2 separate regions of the Callithrix jacchus genome follow, and region 2 is linked to region 1. A link is a contact called in public Hi-C data. All regions are on one chromosome and are shown on one strand. Each heading gives the region's core, a stretch centred on a gene start, on an enhancer-like site or on the middle of the called end of the contact. The rest is flanking DNA. Distances are from core to core; before and after follow the strand shown. Region 1 has its middle 83 kb from the start of DYRK2. Region 2 has its middle 220 kb from the start of DYRK2.

The links. Hi-C and Micro-C count contacts between places; a contact is called where the count stands out from the background.
Region 2: a Hi-C map of skeletal muscle shows a contact between it and region 1, with 5 times the contacts expected there. The contact joins two enhancer-like sites. A contact is called at or near these places in 2 of 3 Hi-C or Micro-C datasets (both in skeletal muscle).

What each region holds. Positions count from the first base shown.
Region 1 is chr9:51,398,024-51,403,591 of calJac240_pri, reverse strand. No RefSeq gene overlaps it. Among named protein-coding and RNA genes, the nearest start is that of DYRK2, 83 kb to the left of the region's middle. Within about 2 kb of position 3,086, at least 1 of the 16 cell types and tissues checked has an H3K27ac peak or open chromatin away from gene starts, as enhancers often do. A contact at or near this core is called in skeletal muscle, where this site is marked.
Region 2 is chr9:51,698,719-51,704,286 of calJac240_pri, reverse strand. No RefSeq gene overlaps it. Among named protein-coding and RNA genes, the nearest start is that of DYRK2, 220 kb to the right of the region's middle. Within about 2 kb of position 2,141, at least 6 of the 16 cell types and tissues checked have an H3K27ac peak or open chromatin away from gene starts, as enhancers often do. A contact at or near this core is called in skeletal muscle, where this site is marked.

The DNA of each region.
Region 1 (5,568 bases), core at 1,837-4,336:
TAAATTAATAATCAAAGGGCCAGATCACTGAGATTTTAGTTAAGAAGTTATTCTAAAAGTTCTGCTACTAAATCTGATATAATCATTTTTCAGAGAGAATACACATTCAATGGTATAGTGTTGAGCAGTGGAACTCATAACATTCATGTCTGGGTGCTAGGTTAGACCTAGAACATGCTGAAAAAGCTGTAGTTAGAATTGATAGGCATAATAGTGATTCCTATCATTAAAATAGAAAAAAATGACTAAAACACCTTTTGGCGATTAGAGAGGTCTTCTTTCCTTTACTGTATTCAGCTTCCATGATGAAATTTATATTACTGTTTTCATTTTTGTATCTTGTTCAGATTTTTACTCAAAATATTAGCCAGTCATGTATTTTCACTGTTTCTATATAATTAGGCCTAAAATCTAACCATTTTATTAAATGCAGATGAAGTACCAATATGTCTGCATGAAAGACTCCTAGGAGATAATGAGCAAGGGGAGATTTCTATTAGGAAGAAGGAAGAATTGGGTTAGTGAGCTGGATCTATATTGCTATTGCTAAGTTTAAAGGCTGCCTGGTTCTTTTTGCTTGTTAAAAGTCAATTAAGCAACAGGTTTTTATTGAGCATAAAATATTCTGGGCAAGGTAATGTACTACATATATTACAACATAGTGGGAAGGGTAACACCCTAATTTTAAGGATTTAAATCAGGAGATGAGAAATATGTACATAAAAATATTATTAAAAATATAAGGTAATTCAAGGCAGATGGAAAATAAAAAAAAGAATGTAAGGTAAATGTGAAATATAAGGATGAGCAGTAAGTGCTGAAATAATTCAGAGACTAAGAATTTGCTTCTGGGTAGAGTAATCTGGAGAGACTTCGTGGAGGAGGCAGGATCCAATATGTACTTGGAAGGATGGTGTGGTGGCCAAATTAGTTGCCTAACCAGCATCTATTCACTCATTTTTTCATATTTCAGAAACCCTCCCACATGCAGTACACCTGTCTCAAAGAAAGCAAACTCCCTTTTAAGCTCCAAGGGAAAATCCTAATTAGTCTAATGTCAAGCAATGATAGTAATTTTATCCTCTCTTCTCTCGCCTCCCTCATGATTCATTCAGGGAACTAGGCTTAAGCCAATCAGTAAATGGTAGTTCCTTAGCAATTGGCAATGATCTAGTAATAGGCACAGGAGTGCAGCACACTTGTCTCAGGAAAAGCAAACTCTGTCCAAGCTTGGGTCCAAGTAGTCTAAGAGGAAAGACGTTTATTTCGTAATTGGGCATCAGATTGCTACTCTCTCCCACAGGACATGAAAAGGACATCATCATTTGCCCCAGTTGCTTCTGGTGACCGTATTAAGAGCTTGCATGAAGGCAAAGCTGACACCTGCAGGAAGATTGAGGCTGGAGAACAGGGGAAATGCAGATCTGGAGCCCGTTCCTGTGGTGCCTGGAGTTTGATCTGCCTCTGGATCACCCATTGTGTGAAACAATACATTCTCTCAGTGCTCAAGCCAGTGAAAGAAAGGTTTTCTGTAACTTCCAGCCAAAATCATGCTGTCTTCAATAGTAGTGTGGACATAAGCTGGTTGTTCCCTTGGCATTTCTTTCCCTTTTTTCTTGACAACAGAGATTTTGGAGATTCCTCCCTTCTCCATCATTTTGCCATGTGGTTTGAACGGAAGAGATGTCCTTTCAGATCCAGGGGGCAGCTATTCTCTGGATGCAGTGATTGATTCAGACATGGGCACAGGAGAAATAAGGAAAAGTTGCTGAGGCTTCTGAAAGTACGCTTTTTCCTCTTTCCCACGGGAGCTGCCAGATACATGGTTCTCTGTTCTTCTGGATGACATGTGAGCAAGGGGGTCCTATGTTAGGTTCCTAGGGCTGCTGTAAGAAACCACCACAAACTGGGTGTCTGCAAACAACAGACATTTATTCTCTCACAGTTCTAGGGGCTGGAAGTCCAAAATCAAAGAGCTGACAGCGTGATGTGCCTTCTGAAAGCTTTAGGGAGGAACCCTTCCATCTTTCGAACTTGTGGTTGATGGCAATCCTTTGTGTTCCCTGGCTGTGGCTGCATCAGTCAAATATCCGCCACTGTCCTCACCTGGCCTTCTCCCTGTGTCTCTTTATCCACATTTCTCTCTTCCTATAAGGATACCAGTCATGGACTAGGACCCATCCTGATCCAACATGACCTCATCTTCATACAATTATACTGCCAAGACCCTATTTCCAAATAAGGTCACATTCACAGGTCCTGGGTGGAGAGGAATCTGGGGGGAACACTGTTCAGCTGAGCACAAGGTCTAGAACTGTTGCAGCCATTTTTGCTATTCCGAAGGAAGCCAGCCTGAGAATGAAATCAACACATGGAGCCAAGATAATCTGAGCAAACTACATCATGACCCTCTGAGTCAAACTGTGCCTGAATTGGGTTTCACTTTGGACCTTCAGTTTACTTGAGCTTAGGCATTTCTTTTTGTTTCACCTACTTTGTGGTGGGTTTTCTTTTGCTAGTTACACAAATATTTTAATGAATATAAGTGGACATAAATTTGGTGAAAGGAGGAAAAACTCTTGCTGAATAATAGAAAATGACATGAGAAAAAAGGATAAAAGGAGCATCGGAGAAAAGGTTTGGCTAGAGGAGTGCATTCAGCCGCAGAGCAGGGGACACGAAGGTGGGCAGGTTAGCTAGTGTAAGGTTTTTGGAGGTCTGTAAATGTCAAGTTAAATAATTTGACCTTTTTCTATAAAGCAGATGGTGTCTATAAGGCAATTTTTGAACAAGGAAGTTGAGTCAATTAATGTGTCACTGAAGTGCAGGCTATTTTGGAAGAGGACAGATTAGGAGAAGTATTAATTGCAAGAGGCTGGCATCAGATCAGAACGGGTCGCTCTGATATTTCCCAGTTCAATCAAGCATCCGGCCATAGCTCCTCATTTCTGAACTAGGATTTGGTCCATACCTATTTCTCTGAACTCACTCCATCCCACTTTCCCACCCTGACCTTCTTCCTGTCCCCAGAATAGGCCACAGTCATTCTGCATTTGGGCTTTTGCACTGGCTGTGGCCCCTGCCTGAAATGCTTTTTCTTCTTGATCTTTGTATGTCTGGCTCCTTCTTGTCATTCAGTTCTCAGGTCAGCTGTTAACCTCATCAGAGAGGACTTTCCTGACCGGTCAGTCTAGGGTAGCCACCTGTCCCTCTCTGTCATACTGCCCTACTTTGATTCTCTGCAGCATTAGCACCATCTGCTATTTTATGGTTTATTTATTTATTTATGTATGTATGTATGTATAAGTTCTTCCTCTCCTGCAACTACAAAGTAACCTTCAGAAGAGTAAGGAGCCTGGTTGCCTTTTCATTGCTGTATCCTCAGAACCTAGTAGGAGCTCAATAATTACATCTCATGTAAATGATTAAGAAATACATCTAGCTATGAAGTTTCAAAACTGCTGAAATATTGAATAAGTAAGCAAATTTTAGAAGAATAGCAAAATTAAATGATTTTGCCAACTGAGAATGAAAATATTTTACACATAAATTTTACTCAAAAAGCAGGCATGCATGGAAGAACTAAAGTATGTAAGTATTGTTTTCAATGGTCCAAAGAAACAAGGGTAATTTTCACAACAATACTCTTGTCTCTTAAGGCTATTTCCACCAGAAATGCCTTGGACATAAAGAAAAGCCCTAAATGTGGCACATATACACCATGGAATACTACACAGTCATAAAAAAGAATGAGTTCATGTCTTTTGCAGGGACATGGATGAATGTGGAAACCATCATTCTCAGCAAACTGACACAAGAACGGAAAACCAAACACTGCATGTTCTCACTCATAAGTGGGTGTTGAACAATGAGAACACATGGACACAGGGAGGGGACATCACACAGTGGAGTCTGTTGGGGAATGGGGGGCTAGTGGAAAGATAGCAGAGGGTGGGGAGATTGGGGAGGGATAACATTAGGAGAAATACCTAATGTAGGTGTCAGGGGGATGGAGGCAGCAAACCACCATGGCATGTGTATACCTATGTAACAATCCTGCAAGATGGGCACATGTATCCCAGAACTTGAAGTAAAATTTTAAAAAGAAAAGAAAAAAGCCCTGGGGAGCTTTGAGGGAATGTATTTAAGCCTTTCTTTTTCCAGTTTTCCTCAGTGAGTTTCATTTCAAGACCAGTGTTCTGTCTTGAAATGAAACTCTAGGTTTCTAGAGCAATCTACATCTCTGAAATGATTTGGAATGAGACACATTCTCTCTTTTATTGTATCTACAATGGAACCGTCTCCTCCTTCCAATTTCTTCTCTAGTAAGTAAAATCTTATGTGTTATTTGCCTCCACAAAAGGGATTTTGACCTTAGCATGAAGCCATCCTACTATTAATCATTATCTTCTTTTCCTTGAAATACGCCATGGGGCATTTACCAGTCCATTATGAAAAATCTTTGTCACGTAGAATGAAGCCCAAACAAGCCTTAGCAAAGTAATAAAGGGGAGCATTCTGTGATGCAGAGACTTTCTAAGCCTGCCTTTCTTTATTAGTCTCCCGGGCTGCAATTATTTATAATATAGCAGTGTGACTTTTTCTGAGATTATAATGAATGAGCTCGTGTATATTACTGATTTGTCTCTTTGGACTGAATTGGCTGGTAAATTATTTGAAGTTGCTTATCCAGACTATGTGAAAAAATATCAGAGTGTAGAGTTGAAGGAATGGGCCATCCCGGGTGAAATGGCTACTAAATTCAAATGATAAATATAATAACAGCTCAAAAGAGATACACATCATACACATCTGAATTCACTGCCAATCAAGTTTGGGAATGAAACTGTAAAGATTTCATGATTTTGGTTTGCTAAAATTTTTATAGTCAATGCTATTTGAAATTACTGGTATGTTGTCTGGAATTTGGAAATCTTTAAGTTACGCAGAAGTTTTTGTTTTTCTCCCTCCCTGCCTCCCTCCCTCCCTGCCTCCCTCCCTCCATCCCTTCCTCCTCCTCCTTAACAGTTTCATTACTTATAATGGCATTTAATCAGGGATGTCTTTTGAATAAATACCCTTTAAGGAAGACCTACCTCTTTTTAAAGTAAGAACCTCAAGGGAATTAATGGAGTTATATAATAATGAAATACATTTTATAACTATTTGCATAGTTTAAAATGCTTGACCAGTACCATGCATTTTCAAATTAAGTAATCTTTTTCCTGGAGAATATGTAGTTCTGTCATAACTACTGTAATTTGTAAAAGTTATAATGAACCATTTTAAACTGGCTAAGATGTATATTGGAAAAGTTAATGCACCACAAACTATGGGTAAGTTTATTATGAGGTGCGCCTGTATTTTAGAAATATTAGCAAAATGTCTGCATCTAGTTGAGCAGTCATACTGTAAAGCTATTACTTTATTTCAAATTTTGCCTTTTCCAAAATATTTTTGGGCTGTGTCTTTGTAATCAAGAATTTATAGCATGTCCTTTTGAATATTGTGAATGGCAGATTTTCTTCCATCAAAAACTGATTTGAATGTTGGAAATGGTCAAAATTT
Region 2 (5,568 bases), core at 892-3,391, 300 kb before region 1:
CTCTTGGCCCACAGCAAATGACCAAGGGTTTCCTACTGACAGGAACATAGGGTTACTGTTTCAGTGGGACAAGGATTTAGGGTCATTGTCCCAGGAGTTATGATGCCTCATGCTCCTTGTGACACATCTAGGTTAAGGGCTTAGAAGACTTTTGTCAGGGGAGAGTTCTCTCTCTGACACTAACAAGCCTATATGGGAATACCATCAGCTTCTGAGGCTTCATTAGAGCTGATCTCTAACCAGAAGATATAGGGTGGAACTAATGATATTGAGTCAACTATTCAAATGAAGAGATTTGCATGCATTTTCAAGTGCAGGACCTGGTATACCTGCTAGAATTTTAATAATTTAAGCTGTGGCCTTCAGCATTTTTATTACACATTGACTGACTACACTGGGTAGGTAATACACATTAATACATTCTATTGGATACTTCTGGGGAAGAGGTGAGAGTCTCAAGATGAATAGTGTTTATTTCTGCACCAACAACCACAGCTCTTCTCTTATTCTTTGTGACCCTTATTCAGCCCACATCACAGCAAATGAAATAACATCACACACTTGTGTTCTATGGACCCTCTCTTTTACAGAATCATTACATCACCAGGCCACCCAATGGCTACCCATTGGCTTGAGAGTGACAATTCATTAGGTTTTTTCTTTTTTTAAAGGAGTCTTGCTCTCTTGCCCAGGCTGGAGTGCAGTGGTGTGATCTCGGCTCTGCCTCCTGGGCTCAAGTGATTCTCCTGCCTTGGCCTCCCGAGTAGCTAGAACTACATGTGTGCACCACCATGCCCAGCTAATTTTTGTGTTTTTTTAGTAGAGACAGGTTTCATCATGTTGGCCACCCTGGTCTCCAACTCCTGACCTCAGGTGATCCACCCGCCTCAGCCTCCCAAAGTGCCAGGATTACAGGCATGAGCTGCTACACTCGATTGAGCTGATATTTTTATTATGGGTTTTTTTTTTTCCAGTTGAGAAGCCTGAGCCTCAGAGGAGGAAGTGACTCCTTTCATTTATGCTGCTGGCATCTGGTGAAGCTTGGTCTTGGCATTCAGGTATGCAGGTGGGTATGTGTGTGGCAGGGAGTAGAAGTCTCTTCTTAATGTTCTGCCGACTGCCTAGTGTTTTATGATGAGCCCAAGTCATTTGTCTTGTATCAGTTTTCCCTCCCTTGTTCTAATGCTTCTCTTTAGATAGAGCAAATTTATTCTTTTGTTCACCAGCTGGTCCTTTTACCTTTGAGGAGGTAAAAGAAGAAGGTTTCTAGCAGAGGGAGAGGGAGTATGAATGAAGGTCATGGGAGCATAGAGCAGGAAGAAATGGTCCCAGTGGAGTTGCCTACTGGCCACCTAGGATGACAGTCAGATTCATAGAATCTGTCTTCGGTGTAAAGTGAGGTTGTGCTGTGGGGAGAAATGAAATGGCAGTGAGGGTGATTAGCCTCCCAGAATACACCAGAGCTCTGCCCACGGTCACTGGTTAATTGGAGCTACACCTGGAGATTCGGGCTGGACACAAGATTGCTGTGATTGACGTATTTTTATTTCATCACAAGCTAGTTCATATCAAGAAAATGAACACACAAGCTAGATCACCATGGAGAGCAGGCAGTTTAGATGCATTTATTTGTTTTTTTCCCTTGCATTTTTAATGTTTTGCTTGATTTCTCTTCATTTGAAGTTGCTCCTCTGATGTTACAGAGATAACATTTGCCTGATGATCTCAGCCAGAAAGTGGTCACAGGAGTAGCATTCCACAGGACACTGAGCATTCGCTCTTGGGAGCACATTGCACAAGGGCAAAGGAAAGGGCAGCCAAGGCTGGGGCGAAACGCGGCGCCCTCAGCTTCGAGGAGGAAGCATGGGTAGAGCGCCCTCTTGTGGAACTCAGCTCAGTGTCTAATCTGCCTAGTAACAGGCGCTCTTTCGCAGCTCTTTATACCCACGGATATATTTTTTCCCCATGAATTTGTGTTTGAAGGTATTCTTAGAAAATTCTGAGTACAACTCTCGGCTGCTTTTCATATCCACCAAGAACTGACAATCTGAAGTCAATGTGCAATTTAAAAGGTGGCATTTTTTAAAAAGAGAGCCAGATTAACTGTAAATTACCTCCCAAATTGGCATGTTGGGTAATTATTTTCATATTTTTTGTGCAAAGCCTATCAAAATATGGGTTTTGCAATTACGTTAAAAAAAAAAAACTACGTCTTTCACCTGTGTAGATTTAAGCAAAGCCCAGGCAGTTTGGGGTTATTTTTAGTTCTGATTAATTATTCAGCCAAGATAATTCCAAGTTCAGCAGCTTATTTGGAAGAGACATGACCGCTGGGCTCTCAAGTCAGCCCCAGGTCAAAGCCAACATCTTCATAGAAAAACTGTGCTCTCCACACCTTTTGGGGCAAGGGTAGGGGGTTGCATTTTCTGTGACACTGGTGTCAGCTTTGCCAGCCTGGAGCCAGTGAGTGGAGGGAGAAACGCCGATTTCACAGCAGTGGAAAATAGGTCACTAATGACACGTGGCAATGAGCCAATAAACTGCGGCCAGGAGCTCGGAACGGTCTGCTGGTGGCAAGATCCACTTCCCTAGAACTCCAGAAAGAAAGCAATCTGCTTTAATTTGTTTAAAACAACCGTAGGGTTGCAGAACTCCGAGGCCAAGATTGTGATCTTACTCCCACTTGCCTTTATTCTCCTAAGCGTTCAAGTTTATTGTTTCGGTTTATCCCTTTTCCATTCTGATGCACTGAAATAACTCTGGAGCTCCTGCCTTTTTTTTTTTTTTTTAAATAGTCAAACTGATGTGATTCTTTTTTTTTTTTTTTCCTCAAGTGGCAGGGGGGAAAATGAAGACGACATAGTGTGGCTTTGTGTCCACACCCAAATCTCATCTTGAATTGTAATCCCTACCTGTGGAGGGAGGGTCCCGGTGGGAGGTGATTGGGGGCTATTGGGAGGATGATGAGGGCGGTTCCTCCACGCTGTTCTCGCGATAGTGAGGAGTGCTTACAAGGTCTGATGGTTTATCAGTGGCCGTTTCCTCTGCTGCTCTTTCTCCTGCAGCCATGCAAGACGTACTTTGTTTCCCCTTTGGGTTCTGCCACAACCGTAAGTTTCCAGAGGCCTCCCAGCCATGTGGAACTGGGGGTCAATTAAACCTTTTTTCTTCATCAATTATCTGGTCTCAGGTGTGTCTTCGTAGCAGTGTGAGAACAGATTGATAAAGGAGACAATGATATCATCCTTTCTGATTCCCTCTGTTGATGCTGATGTGGTTCTGGTCGGTTTAGTTCTTGTCATACTGATCTTCATAAAACCGTCTGTGGCTCACATCTGTAATCTCAGCAATTTGGGAGGCTGAGGTGGGTAGATCACAAGGTCAGTTCAAGACCAGCCTGGCCAACATGGTGAAAACCCATCTCTACTAAAAATACAAAAAAGTTAGCCTGGCATAGTGGCACATGCCTGTAATCCCAGCTACTCAGGTGGCTGATGTAGGAGAATCACTTGAACCTGGGAGGCAGAGGTTGCAGTGAGCCGAGATCACACCACTGCCCTCCAGCCTGGGGAATAAAATCAAAACTCTGTCTCATAAAACAAACGAACATCTCTGAGATTCTAGGCAGTGGTGTCACGTGTTGCCATTATGTGAGAAAATTACTTCATTTTGTGTAGTCGCTCTGGATCGATGTTTCCCATTAATCTGGGTAGTTTCCTAAAAGGAGAAGGAGGAGTTTTAGAGAAGAAGGCTGGGAATGGCTAATTGCCCTCCATATAAGCCTGGTGTGATTCAGAACAGAGCCTACACCAGAGACTTCCAAACCAAAGTGAGCCTCAGCATTCCTAGGAGGGCCTGTTAAAACCTAGATGGCTGGATTTTCTTTTCTTATTCTGATTCAGTAGGTTTGTATGAAGAGCCCAAAAATGTGCATTTCTAACAAGTTTCCAGGTGATGCTTGTGCTGTTGGTCTAGGTACCTGCCTAAACCTGAAGTGCTGGCTCAGGCAGGTCAGCAGTGGCCTTAGCACTGCCCCACGTAAGCAATTTTCCCATCCTATGGCTTCCTCTACACTGAAGACAAGTTTAAGGGTAGAGACCATGTCTCATTCATCTTTGAATTTCCAGACTCCAGCATAGTGCTTGACACAGATGTGTTCAATAGTTGTTGAATTAATTAATGACTGAACCCTATCATCTGATCTTCTCAGAATTTCTTACTTGAAGAGGGTAATCAGAGATGTTTTACTGAAGCTCTGGAATTACCTTAAATAGGATACTAGTTGCACTGAATGTAAATGATGAAATCACTGAAATTAATTATTATTATTTTTTTTTTTGGAGACAGAGTCTTGTTCCGTCGCCAGACACCAGGCTGGAGTGCAGTGGCGTGATCTCAGCTCACTGCAACCTCTGCCTCCCGGGTTCAAGCAATTCTCCTGCCTCAGCCTCCCGAGTAGCTGAGATTACAGGTGTGCACCACCATGCCCAGCTAATTTTTGTATTTTTAGTAGAGATGGGGTTTCACCATGTTGGCCAGGATGGTCTTGATTTGACCTCGTGATCCGCCCGCCTCGGCCTCCCAAAGTGCCGGGATTACAGGTGTGAGCCACCGTGCCCGGCTTGAAATTAATATTTTAAAACACAATGGAGTAAGGAGAAATAAGGCAATATGCTTTCCTAAGTGCTGCTCAGGTTGAACAAAAGGAGGCAGATTTTAGGAAGAAGCCGGGCAGAGGAAAGGTGGGCATACTAAAGCGAATGAGGTATTTTACCACCATTTCTAGTAAGAGACAGAAACCTTCTGCACGTAGTATATTAAGGAGGTGACCTGGCACCTTTCCCCTGGAGGGTCCCATGCACTGAATCTCAGGGCAGGGCAAGAAATGGCTCTTGTTTCAAGGGAGAGTTTTTGGCATGGTTTGTGACTTAAGGACTATGAAATATGTTGGCAACAAGTATGTAAAGCCTGGAGATCAGCCCTAGGGCTCCTCTGATCTGTGTGTTCATTCTTTTATTTGGATGGGAACAAAGGCAAGAATAGAGTTTGAGTCTGGTTTGGCTGGAAACTTCCATCCCACGTGACCCTATGGCTGCCTCAGCATGTGCCCTCTCCACGTGTTGCTGGGCATTTTCTGGCATGCTTCTTTTGTTTTTTGTGGGGTTTTTTTTTTCTCATGCTATCCTTCTGCTTGGAATGTCTCCTTACTGTCCAACCAGCCTAATCCTAGGTAATTCAGACTTAACCATTTATAACTTCCCCTAGCAGCTACCTCTTCCAGGAAGTCTCTTTAGGGGTCTCTTCACTGTGTTTTCATAATGCCCTGTGAATACCTCAGTGGAGTTCCTAATATGTGCTAGGCATTTGGGATACAAAGATGGACATGACATAGCTCTTGTCCTTAAGTAACTCATTGCCTAGTGAGAGGATATAAACAAGTAATTACAATACAAAGTGTAAAGTCCTCAGATAGGAGTAAGCACTCACCTATGGAAATACGTAGAAAGGATGCCTAACCCCAACTTGAGGTGTCAAGGAGCATTTTCTAGATTAGCAGTCCCCAACTTT